Regions from separate parts of the Oryctolagus cuniculus genome. Here region 1 is linked to region 2. A link is a contact called in public Hi-C data. All regions are on one chromosome and are shown on one strand. The core of a region is the stretch at or near the end of the contact, and the rest is flanking DNA. Distances in the headings are between cores, read along the strand shown.

Region 1 (4,873 bases), core at 1,884-4,383, 400 kb before region 2:
TTGGAAGAATTTACCCTGTTCTTTTCCTGGGAGAGTGACTTCTACAACGTGTTCTGCAAGAGACTGGTCCTGTATAGTTCATCTTAGGGGTATAGTATGGTAATGATCGTATCCCAGTGGCTGGTCCACCAGACTAGCCAAATTTAGTCTTAGCAGCCGAAGCTACTGCCGAAGAATCCCAAAGATGAATTCTTGCAGCTGTTTTCGGCCTTGAACATGACTAGAATATCAATCTAAAAACTGGAGGTGGCATACCTGGATGACCTGTTCAAACTGCAGGAGCTCGGATTCTAAAGTGGCAGATATGGCTGTGCTGGCTATTAAAACAAAGAAGGTATGTCTGTGTTTAAGCTCGTCAAATTAAAAATGTGAAATCACAAAACATTAAAAATAGAACTGGAAGTCACTGACATGAAGAGCAATTATATGCCTGACAATTAAAGTGAAATGAAAGAATACTTTAGGGGAAAGGCTATAATAAAAGATTATCATTAACTCAAGGAGTGAGAATAAGGAGGCTTCCCGGGCTGAGCATTAAAAGGATATAAGGTGGAGGCAGGGGCTTAACAAGCTTTCTTAGTTTGAAGCCTGAGTGGTGGAACTCTTTGTCCTCTGAGTTTTAACTCAGGTCTGACATTAAATGCTTCAGAAAGTGCTGCCAAACTTTTCACTGCAAGTCTTTACACAAAGCTGCTGGGCCATGAAAAGCCTGCCTGATGAATGTGGATTTGGTTACTATTCCACTTCCCACTCCTATGTTGGTCTTCTGATCAGACAACATCTCAGAGTACCTAAATGTTCCCCTTTTACCTCCTCCACCTGAAATCCGTGTTGGGTCAGCCCAATCGCGAAAATGGCCTAGCTTTAAGGCCCTCTCCTCTCCAGTGTATTAGGAGTCGTTTTCGTTAAATAAAATTTCTGCCTTGGTGATTTTCTCTGTAGCTTTAAAAGGAAGATACAGTAGAAATACCATTCAGTTAATTCAGGCACTAACTATGTAGACTGGAGTGCCTACCATGTTCCACTGTGCTCATTCATAGAGTTCAGTGGCTAATAGCTAAGAATATAGGACCAACACAATTAAAGAAAGAATGGGATGAAATAGCACATGATGAGCTGTTAATCCTCTCCTTTGTGGGGACTGTGCTCAAAAGTCAAATTGCCTTGCTACCATGGTGACAGTCACTAAGAAATGCATAGATACACATATGAACAGGTGATGGAATTCTGCTTTTTTTTTTTTTTTTTTGCATGTAGTATTTTCAGTCAGGTGAAGCTTTCTTAATATCCATTTCCAATTTTCTTTGTGGGTTTTCTGTAATCAAATCTTTAAAGAAAACTAGACCATCAGCCAGGCTCCCCCTACATAATTTAATTTTGGCATTTTTTTCTTGCTCAGAGTTCAGGCTTTAAGCCTTCATGTATACTCTGGAGAAGCTATGGAATGATTTGTCGTGCACTGCTCTATAAGTGAGAGAGACAGGGAGTTTAATAAGGACTGGTTCCTTGCATAAAACTCCATATTGTGCCTGCCATTACCCACAGGCCAAGACCCTTTTAACATGCACTCAGCATAATTTTGATGAAAGAAACCTTTCTATATTCAGTCATAGGAATAACTGCTTGGACAGTGACCATAGCTCTGTAAAGGATAAGAATCTTATTTGTGACCACAGAAAAAAACATTCCCAAAGGTACCAAGGACTGATTTCTCTTTGGCAGCCCTAAATTACATTTGAATGTCATGCCAAAGGAAGGTAACATATAATAAGCACAGTGTCTTGTGAGGATGGCTCATTTCTCCCTGGGCAGATTTTTATCTGTGTGTATCTGTGTACACACACCTGTCATGGCCCTGTGATGAGCCTGTTATATACTATGCAGAACTCTGAACTAGATACCATAGAAGTTGTAACAAAACTAAAAGACAAATTTGAGCTCCTACAGAAGCTAGGAATTTAGAGTGATGTCTTACTGTACAGAATTAACAACCCTGGAATGATAAACAAAGTAGAATCCATTCACGGAGTTCTGAGACTCCAGAACCAGAAGTATGTTGGAGACTGTTCTCTGTTTGATGGAGTAGGCAGCTGGAGCCCAGAAGGGTTAGTTTACCAGAGTCACCCAGTGAATTAGTGGCACAGCCAGGAACAGACCACAGGGATCAAGAACTTTGTCTGTCTCTTCATATGTAACAACTATTGACCATCAATTCTATGAAAAAAATACAGAGCAATGTCTGGATCATTCACTGCCATCACTGTTATAATCATGGTCATCATAATGGCAGAGATTACAAATTTTGGTATTAGCTAGAACTGGTTGTGAGTCCCAGTCCTGTCACTTACAATGAATGGGACTGTAGATAAACTATTTACCTACTCGGTCCCAGTTTCTTCAATATGGGAATAAAAATAGTTTCTACTTAATAGGTTATGAGAAGTAAATGAGATAATATACTTAGTGCATTACTAGTATACTGAAACTCTTCAAACATTAGCTGTTCTATAGCATTTACTAACATATATAGACATACAGAGAGTCAAAGACACACACACACAGAGTCCTGGTAGAACTTCTCTTAGCCATGCCAGAAAGGAAGATGGACAGTTAACATTACTGAGCTTTCACTGTATACAGATATCAGCACCCAACAGTATAGAACAAAGAAAAGCCATTTGGATATTAAAGCACAGGAATTATTTCATCCTCCACAAATATGAGCTGATTACCTACACAATGATGAGTATAAGATTAAGTTTCTGCTTTCAAGAAGCCATTGTAGTAGAGGAAGCGGCAAGAAACCAGGTTACTGCCATATGGAATGCCATGCACATTACAGAACTAGGGCAAAGAGCTATGGAAACTCACAAAAGGGCATCCAGTCCAGTAAGGGTGGAGGTAAGCAAGACAGTGTCAGGGAAGATTTCTCAAATGAAAAAGAAGATGGCCAAAGATGAGAGAGTTTAAAAGAGCCTAAAGCCATAGACCAACATTTGTAGATAGTTTGAACCGTTTCTGGCTCACAGCAGTCATTCCAATCTTTTAGTGTATTTTCTTACTCTGCAGAGGCTAAAGAAGGAAACACCATACTTCCCCCATCTCCCTGCAGTGAGGGCTCTGCTGCTGCCAATTAGCTGTGCTTGGAAGGTGGAACCCAGGCTGCAGCCATCTGTTTTGTTTCTGCTGGCAAACTCTGCTGTGCACACACTGGGCTTTTCTGCAGCAGTATTTCAGTGTAGGCACTAGCTGTGGGTGTTGAGAGGTAGTTGCAAGGGCATCAGTGGCCTCCTAATCCTTGGATCATGGCTACAGAAATGTGTCCTTGAACTCAGCAGTCCAGTGCCTAGTCCCTGCCTTTCTGATTACTGCAGAGGAATTGGCTCCCCTTCCCAGCAGTGTTGTCCTAGGAATCATTCCTGGAGGCCTAAGTGACCATTCCTATAGACTTTCTAATTCTGTAAACTTCTGATGCCCTGTATTAAATCCCTTTCTACTGAAAATAGTCTGAATGGTTGCTATAGGCACCTAATACATTACAATACAAAAACACAAAAGGTACTGTGAATATTGTTTGAAAATAAGCAAACTTTTCTGCAAAAAGCCAAGATAGTAAATATCTGAAGCTTTGTGTGGCTATATATGATTTCTTCTCCTTCTTCCTCCTCTTTACCCTTCAGGAATATAAAAACCATCCTTAAAGCTTGCAAGTCAGATTCAGTCCATAGCTATAGTTTGCTGATGCCGCCTAGTGCTGAGAGCAGTATGAAATGTTGAACAGTTAAAATATTGAAGGAGGCCGGCGCCGCGGCTCACTAGGCTAATCCTCCGCCTTGCGGCGCCGGCACACCGGGTTCTAGTCCCGGTCGGGGCGCCGGATTCTGTCCCGGTTGCCCCTCTTCCAGGCCAGCTCTCTGCTGTGGCCAGGGAGTGCAGTGGAGGATGGCCCAAGTGCTTGGTCCCTGCACCCCATGGGAGACCAGGAAAAGCACCTGGCTCCTGGCTCCTGCCATCGGATCAGTGCAGTGCACCGGCGCGCCGGCCGCGGCAGCCATTGGAGGGTGAACCAACGGCAAAGGAAGACCTTTCTCTCTCTCTCTCTCTCTCTCTCACTGTCCACTCTGCCTGTCAAAAAAAAAAAAAAGACAAAAACAGAGACAGACAGGTATCTTCCATCCACTGATTCCTTTCCTGAATGCCATAGTGGCTGGGGTTGGTCCAGGCTGTATCTGGGAGCCCAGAACTCAATCTTGGTCTCCTATGTGGGTGGTAGGGACTCAACTACTTGAGCCATCACCTGCTGCCTCCTAGGGCGCACATTAGCATGAAGCTGAAATCACAAGTTGAATGGAAACTCAAACTGAGGCACTCAAATAGGGGATATGGCGTCCCAGGCAGCATCTTAACTGCTGCACCAAACACCTACCCCTGTGCTAACTGAGTTTCAATCTGTGCCCATGAATGAAAGTCCAATATGGAGCAACTTGCTGACAGTCTGGCCAGGTCTGGATCCCTCTCCTGTACTAAAGTAGAAATGAGCCAGTAGGAATGAGCCCCGAAGCAGCTTTATCTTGGATATTATAGGGATCCTGATACCCTACAATATCCAATAGCATCCCATGCCTTTGTTTTAGTCAGAACCATGCAACCCAAGACTTCTGAGACTGCAGGTTAAAGACTGGGTGAGTAGGTGGAGGGTTTGGAGGTGGGCTCACTAAATTCAGGTTTTGTGGGGCTGGTGCTGTGGCATAGCAGGTTAAGCCACTACCTGCAGCACCGGCATCCCATATGGATGCCAATTTGAGTCCCAGCTGCTCTACTTCCAATCTAGCTATCTGCTAATGTACCTGGGAAAGCAGTGGAAGATGGTCCA
Region 2 (4,816 bases), core at 1,723-4,222:
ATCCTTACAAAGTGGCCCACTCCCATTGCCTAGGATATCTGGCTTCAAGCACTGCCTCACTGTCATTTCTCTCCAACTCCCTGCTTGACTTTGCCTAGAAGTACAGGTGAACTTGTGCCACTTAAAGTGCATAGGACCCTACTAGTAGCCTATTTCCATATTTGCCTAAGGATAGTTTACCTGTCGATGGTTTCCCATATTTGCCTATATATGGAGGTGGGACACTGGATGTATAAGTACTAGGGAAGAGCTGACGTCTGCACACAGGGCGGGACAGGTACAATGAACAGCAGGAAAGCTGCCTAAGGACTCTTGGGTGTGTGCAGGGGAGGAGGCCTTAAGGGAATAGGGAGAAGGTCACTTTTTGTGCATCAGAATTAATTCCAAAAAAAAACATTTCTATCATGTTTCGTTGCATTGGGTAGGCACCTTGCAACACAGCCCATTTAACTGATTAGTAATCAATGTAACTCTCAAGGATACAAGTAACCACACACCTACAGAATTCATATGCTGGAAGAAATTAATCACAAGAATGTTTTCCAAACAGAGACTTAGAGCAGAGATAACCACACCAGCATTAGGAAGTGCATTCTGCCTGTCAGCGCTCCAGGCAGCAAAAAACCAGACTGCCATCCCTGGAAGAAGTGCCACACAAGAGCCCTGTAGAAACACTGCACGGAGAAATGATGACTGTGAACCAGAGTGCTGCCTTAGAACGAAAGGCTTCAGGCTGCACCGGACTCGACAGAGAAAGGTTATCATCAGTAGGAGATTCACCTGGTTCTAAGAAAAGGCCTTCTCTGCTCAGTTAACTTCCGTATCAATGTGGCAAGTTCCTGTAAGTGTAGATTATCCTAATTCCAAGCAGGTAAAGGAATCGGGGTTCCCTGAACAATATTTAGCTTCACTCCACCTTCAGGTCAGCCTGCAGGAAGACTGAATCCCAGAGACTGCACGTTGTGCTTGCCAGGCCGTGATGAGCAGGTCAGGTCGCGGCAGCGCCCACTCCCACTTGGCACATCCAGGATTCCCCACCAGGTCCTCCCCCAGGACGCCGGGCATTTTCACAACTTGACCACACAAAAGAACTCACAGGCTGCTCCTGCCTTTCCCCAGGCAAGTACAGCAATGGTTCTCTCAACAGCTCTTTCGTAAGCCAGTATACAGACAAACACAGGTGTCTAGAGAAAATCTTCCTGAACTTTGCACTGGATATGCCAAAGCAGAGCAGTGATCTCAACGCTCCACCCATTGTCTGAATCAGGAAAGTGATATCTTAGGGACCACAAAAGAACCCGGGCCAAACAACCAGCATACATGTTTATTAAGCACTTCGGCAGCAAAATTAAAACACTTGTACCGGAGACAAAACACATTTTTTTTAAAATCACAAGGCACAGAAAGTAAGAATGCATCAGCAACCTTAACTGGGTTTCCTTCATTAGCTGACGATGTAAATAGATTGAAACTACTACTCGGATATCCAAACCTTCATTTTCCTTGCTGGAGGCTTCTAGCAAATGATAGAGCACGATTCCCACGAGTGTGGAAGATGGCACTGAATCCCGGCCGTTGTAAAGGAGGAGTCAGATTCCACTAGTCACAGCTTGGGTTAACTGTCAGGGAAGCTATTTTACAAAAGAGGTGACTCGCCCCTACAGACAACCGTGCTAAGGTCTCCGAGCCCGCACTCCACGAGGCTCCAGACCCTTGGTGTTCAGACTTCACAAAAATGACTCCATTCCATGTTGTGACAATGGTATCCTCTAAAAGCAATGAATGAATGAACCACGGTGGGAAGCGGTCTGGGATTACCGGCGCCGCCTGCCTCCCTGCCTCCCCAGGTAAGTTGCACAGCCCAAGGTGGTTAAGTTAAAGGCAGTCTCTTCCCCCGACCAGAGCTTCGGGCCGGCAGCTGGGAGACGCCAGCCGGTCTCCTGCTCCCTGTGGGTTTCTCGGGATTGGGATGGGGACTGGGCTGCAGGAAGCGCCCCGGTGGCCCGGCCGGGGCTCGGGCTGACCCTCGCCGCCTTCCTCCCACGCAGACACCAAGTTAGAAACCCAACTCCCCCACACAATGACAAGAAGGCACACAAAAGGAGCCAGGCGGCCGCTCCCATCCTTACCTTTGACTTGACTTTCATACTCGGCTATGATCTCTTTGTCCTTCTTGAATCTGCTCGGGGTGGACATTCTCCGGCTGTTCCGGGCTGGCTTGCGGTGGGCAAGTTCCGTTCAGTGGTCACGCAGCGGAGAGTGGGACCACCGCGGCCGAGAAGCCGAGGCGGCGCCGGCAGGAGGGAGGGGAGGGGAGGAGGAAGAGGAGGAGGAGGAGGAGGAGAAGGAGGAGGAGGAGGAGGCACCCAGGAGCAAGCCGGGGACTAGATCAACCCGGGCGCTGGCACCATACTCTCGCGCTAGAGCCGCCGTGGGCGATCCCCCCCGGGGGCCCGGGGCTCGCGGCCGGAGAGGCCGGACGCGCGCGCGGTCCAACTCCGGCGAGCGCGTGGCGGGGGGCGTCTCCCTGCCCTCCCCACCCGGAGCCGGGCCACTTCCTCTACGAGCGCTGGGCGGACGCGGGGATCGCGCCGGCGCTCCACACCATTGTTAGAGACCCGCACGGGGCGCCCGGGGCAGGGCTAGTCGCGGAGGGCGGGCGCTCGACCCTCCCTTCCTGCCTCCAGCCGCCGGCTCCGGCGCTCAACGGTCCCGCCCGGGCTGGGGATGCTCCGCCGCCTGCAAACCCGGCTGCGATCGCCCCGGCAGGCGAAGGGAAACCGTGGTCCTGGAGCGAGTTCCCGCTGCTGACCCGCAGGGTGGCGGCTGCGATGTTCGAAGGCGCCCCGGGCGCAGCCCCCGCGGACTTCAGATCTCCGGTGCCGGCGCCGGGAGCGGCCTCTGCCTCCTTGGCCACGGGGCGCCGAGGCTGCCTCTTTTCTCCTCGTCCGCCTTTCCGCGGCTGCCCCCAGGAGGCCGCCGGGGACCAGCACACTCGCGCACGCACCCGGGGCAGCCGCGCCCCCGGCGGCAGCAAAGTTGACGCGCGCTCGGCCCGCGGCTCGCGGGCGCCCCAGCCAGCGTTCTGCGGGCGGCGGCGGCGGCCGCTCGGGGCTGCGCGAGGCGGGGCAGGGCTCGCGGGAGAGGCGGGCGGGAGGCCAGTGCCCTTCCCCGCCCTCGCCCCCGCCCGCTCGGCAAGGAAACGCCGGGCTCGTCTGGGAAGATGGATGCCTCTTGTGGCCAACCGCAGCCGGGCCCCGGGCGCCGGGTCCGGGCGGCCGTGGGCGGCGCCCCTGCGCCTCCCTGTGCGGCGCGCGGAGGCCAGGATCGCTGCCCCCGGCAGCTGGAAAACCCCCCTCCTGGCCGAGGGTGGGCTCCTTGGCAGGGCGCCTTGCAGGATCCCGTGGAGAAGTCCAGAGCTGGACGTTGCCGTAACCTGGGGGACGGGGACGGGGGCGGGGGGGGGGGACCTCGAGGTGTCGGGCTCCCGTAGGAAAACCGAGCCTGGATTGTGTAGGATCCTGCTGTTTAGCACCGTAGAGGAGCCCGAAGGTTTTCCATCGAGGGCAGGAAGAACATCTATCAACCACACTCTGAGCCGGATTGGTCCAAGTGGTTGTGACCAAAGGCGTGTCCAGCACCCAAACGTTTTTCCCCCTGCGAAATCTTCAGAGATTTGTGGTCATTCATCCATGTATACAGTGGATACACCTTGGGAATGCTCCGTGCGGGCCAAACACCAAACAGCACTGTAGGGATTCAGAGATGGGGATTCGTAGTCTGTTGGATAAATAAGTAATTATTTTAAAAGATTTATTTATCTTTTTGAAAGGCAGAGTTTCAGAGGCAGAGAGAGAGAGATGTTTTCCATCCTCTGGTTCACTTCCCAAATGGCTACCAGGACCCAGACAGGAGCTTTTTACAGGTATCCCACGTAGGTTCAGGGGCCCAAGCACCCAGGCCATCTTCTGCATTCCAGGCACATTAGCAGGGAGCTGCATCGAAAGTGGAGCAGCCTGGACTCAAACTGGCACCCGCATGGGATGCTGGCACTGCAGGCAGTGACTTTAACAGCTATGCCATAGCGCTGGCCCAATAAGTGTTTACAAGCAGTGCCGGGCTTGGGGAAGGGGAGTGAGAAGGACAAACGGACTGCACTTGTGTCAGGGCTTCGGGGGAGTCCAAGTCTGAACTGGGTGTAAAGGCTGAGGAATGAACAGATGGCTGAGGATTAAGCAGGGAGGCAAAGGGTTGCATCCAGAGAGAAGGAGGAGCATCATACTCTGGGGAAATTGCAAACAGGCTGCAAGATGTCTTCCACAAAAGTATGGGGCCTGGAACTGAAGCTGACAAAAGGCATATGCATATGTTTGTATGTACACATATAAATTCATAGGTGGATATAGCTTTTAGCATGTTGTGTGCCATCATCCCATACGTAGAACAAATATTGAGCAATAAATACCACTATGATAATTTTGAAATACATATGGTGTTGAGAGGCCTGCCTGTGGCACTGCAGGTTGTGCCCATCTCACACAGGCATCCAATATCAGAGCCATGGGCCAGTCATGGTTGCTCCGCTTCCAGTCGCCCTCCCTGCTAATGCACATGGGAAAGCAGCAGAAGATAGCCCAAGAATTTGGTTCCCTGCCACTCATGTGCGAGACCCAGATGAAGTTCCTTGTTCATGGGTTTGGCCTGGCTCACAACTCCTTCTTGTGACCATTTAGGGAGTGAACCGATGGTGGAAAACCTCTGTCTCCCTCTCACTCTTTCCCTCTGTTTGTTAGTCTACATTTCAAATAAATAAATA

Evidence for each region. Hi-C and Micro-C count contacts between places; a contact is called where the count stands out from the background.
Region 1: a contact with region 2 is called in a Hi-C map of an unstated tissue, with 2.4 times the contacts expected there. The contact joins the enhancer-like site here to the promoter of SRGAP1 in region 2. A contact is called at or near these places in 3 of 6 Hi-C or Micro-C datasets (ear pinna, embryonic fibroblasts and an unstated tissue).

Annotation. Positions count from the first base shown.
Region 1 is chr11:66,441,096-66,445,968 of mOryCun1.1, reverse strand. No RefSeq gene overlaps it. Among named protein-coding and RNA genes, the nearest start is that of KICS2, 16 kb to the right of the region's middle. Within about 2 kb of position 3,133, at least 2 of the 8 cell types and tissues checked have an H3K27ac peak or open chromatin away from gene starts, as enhancers often do.
Region 2 is chr11:66,039,809-66,044,624 of mOryCun1.1, reverse strand. It overlaps SRGAP1 (SLIT-ROBO Rho GTPase activating protein 1), which reads right to left and starts at 2,972. Exons shown (of 21, transcript XM_070052569.1): 1 at 2,130-2,972. The coding sequence starts at 2,196.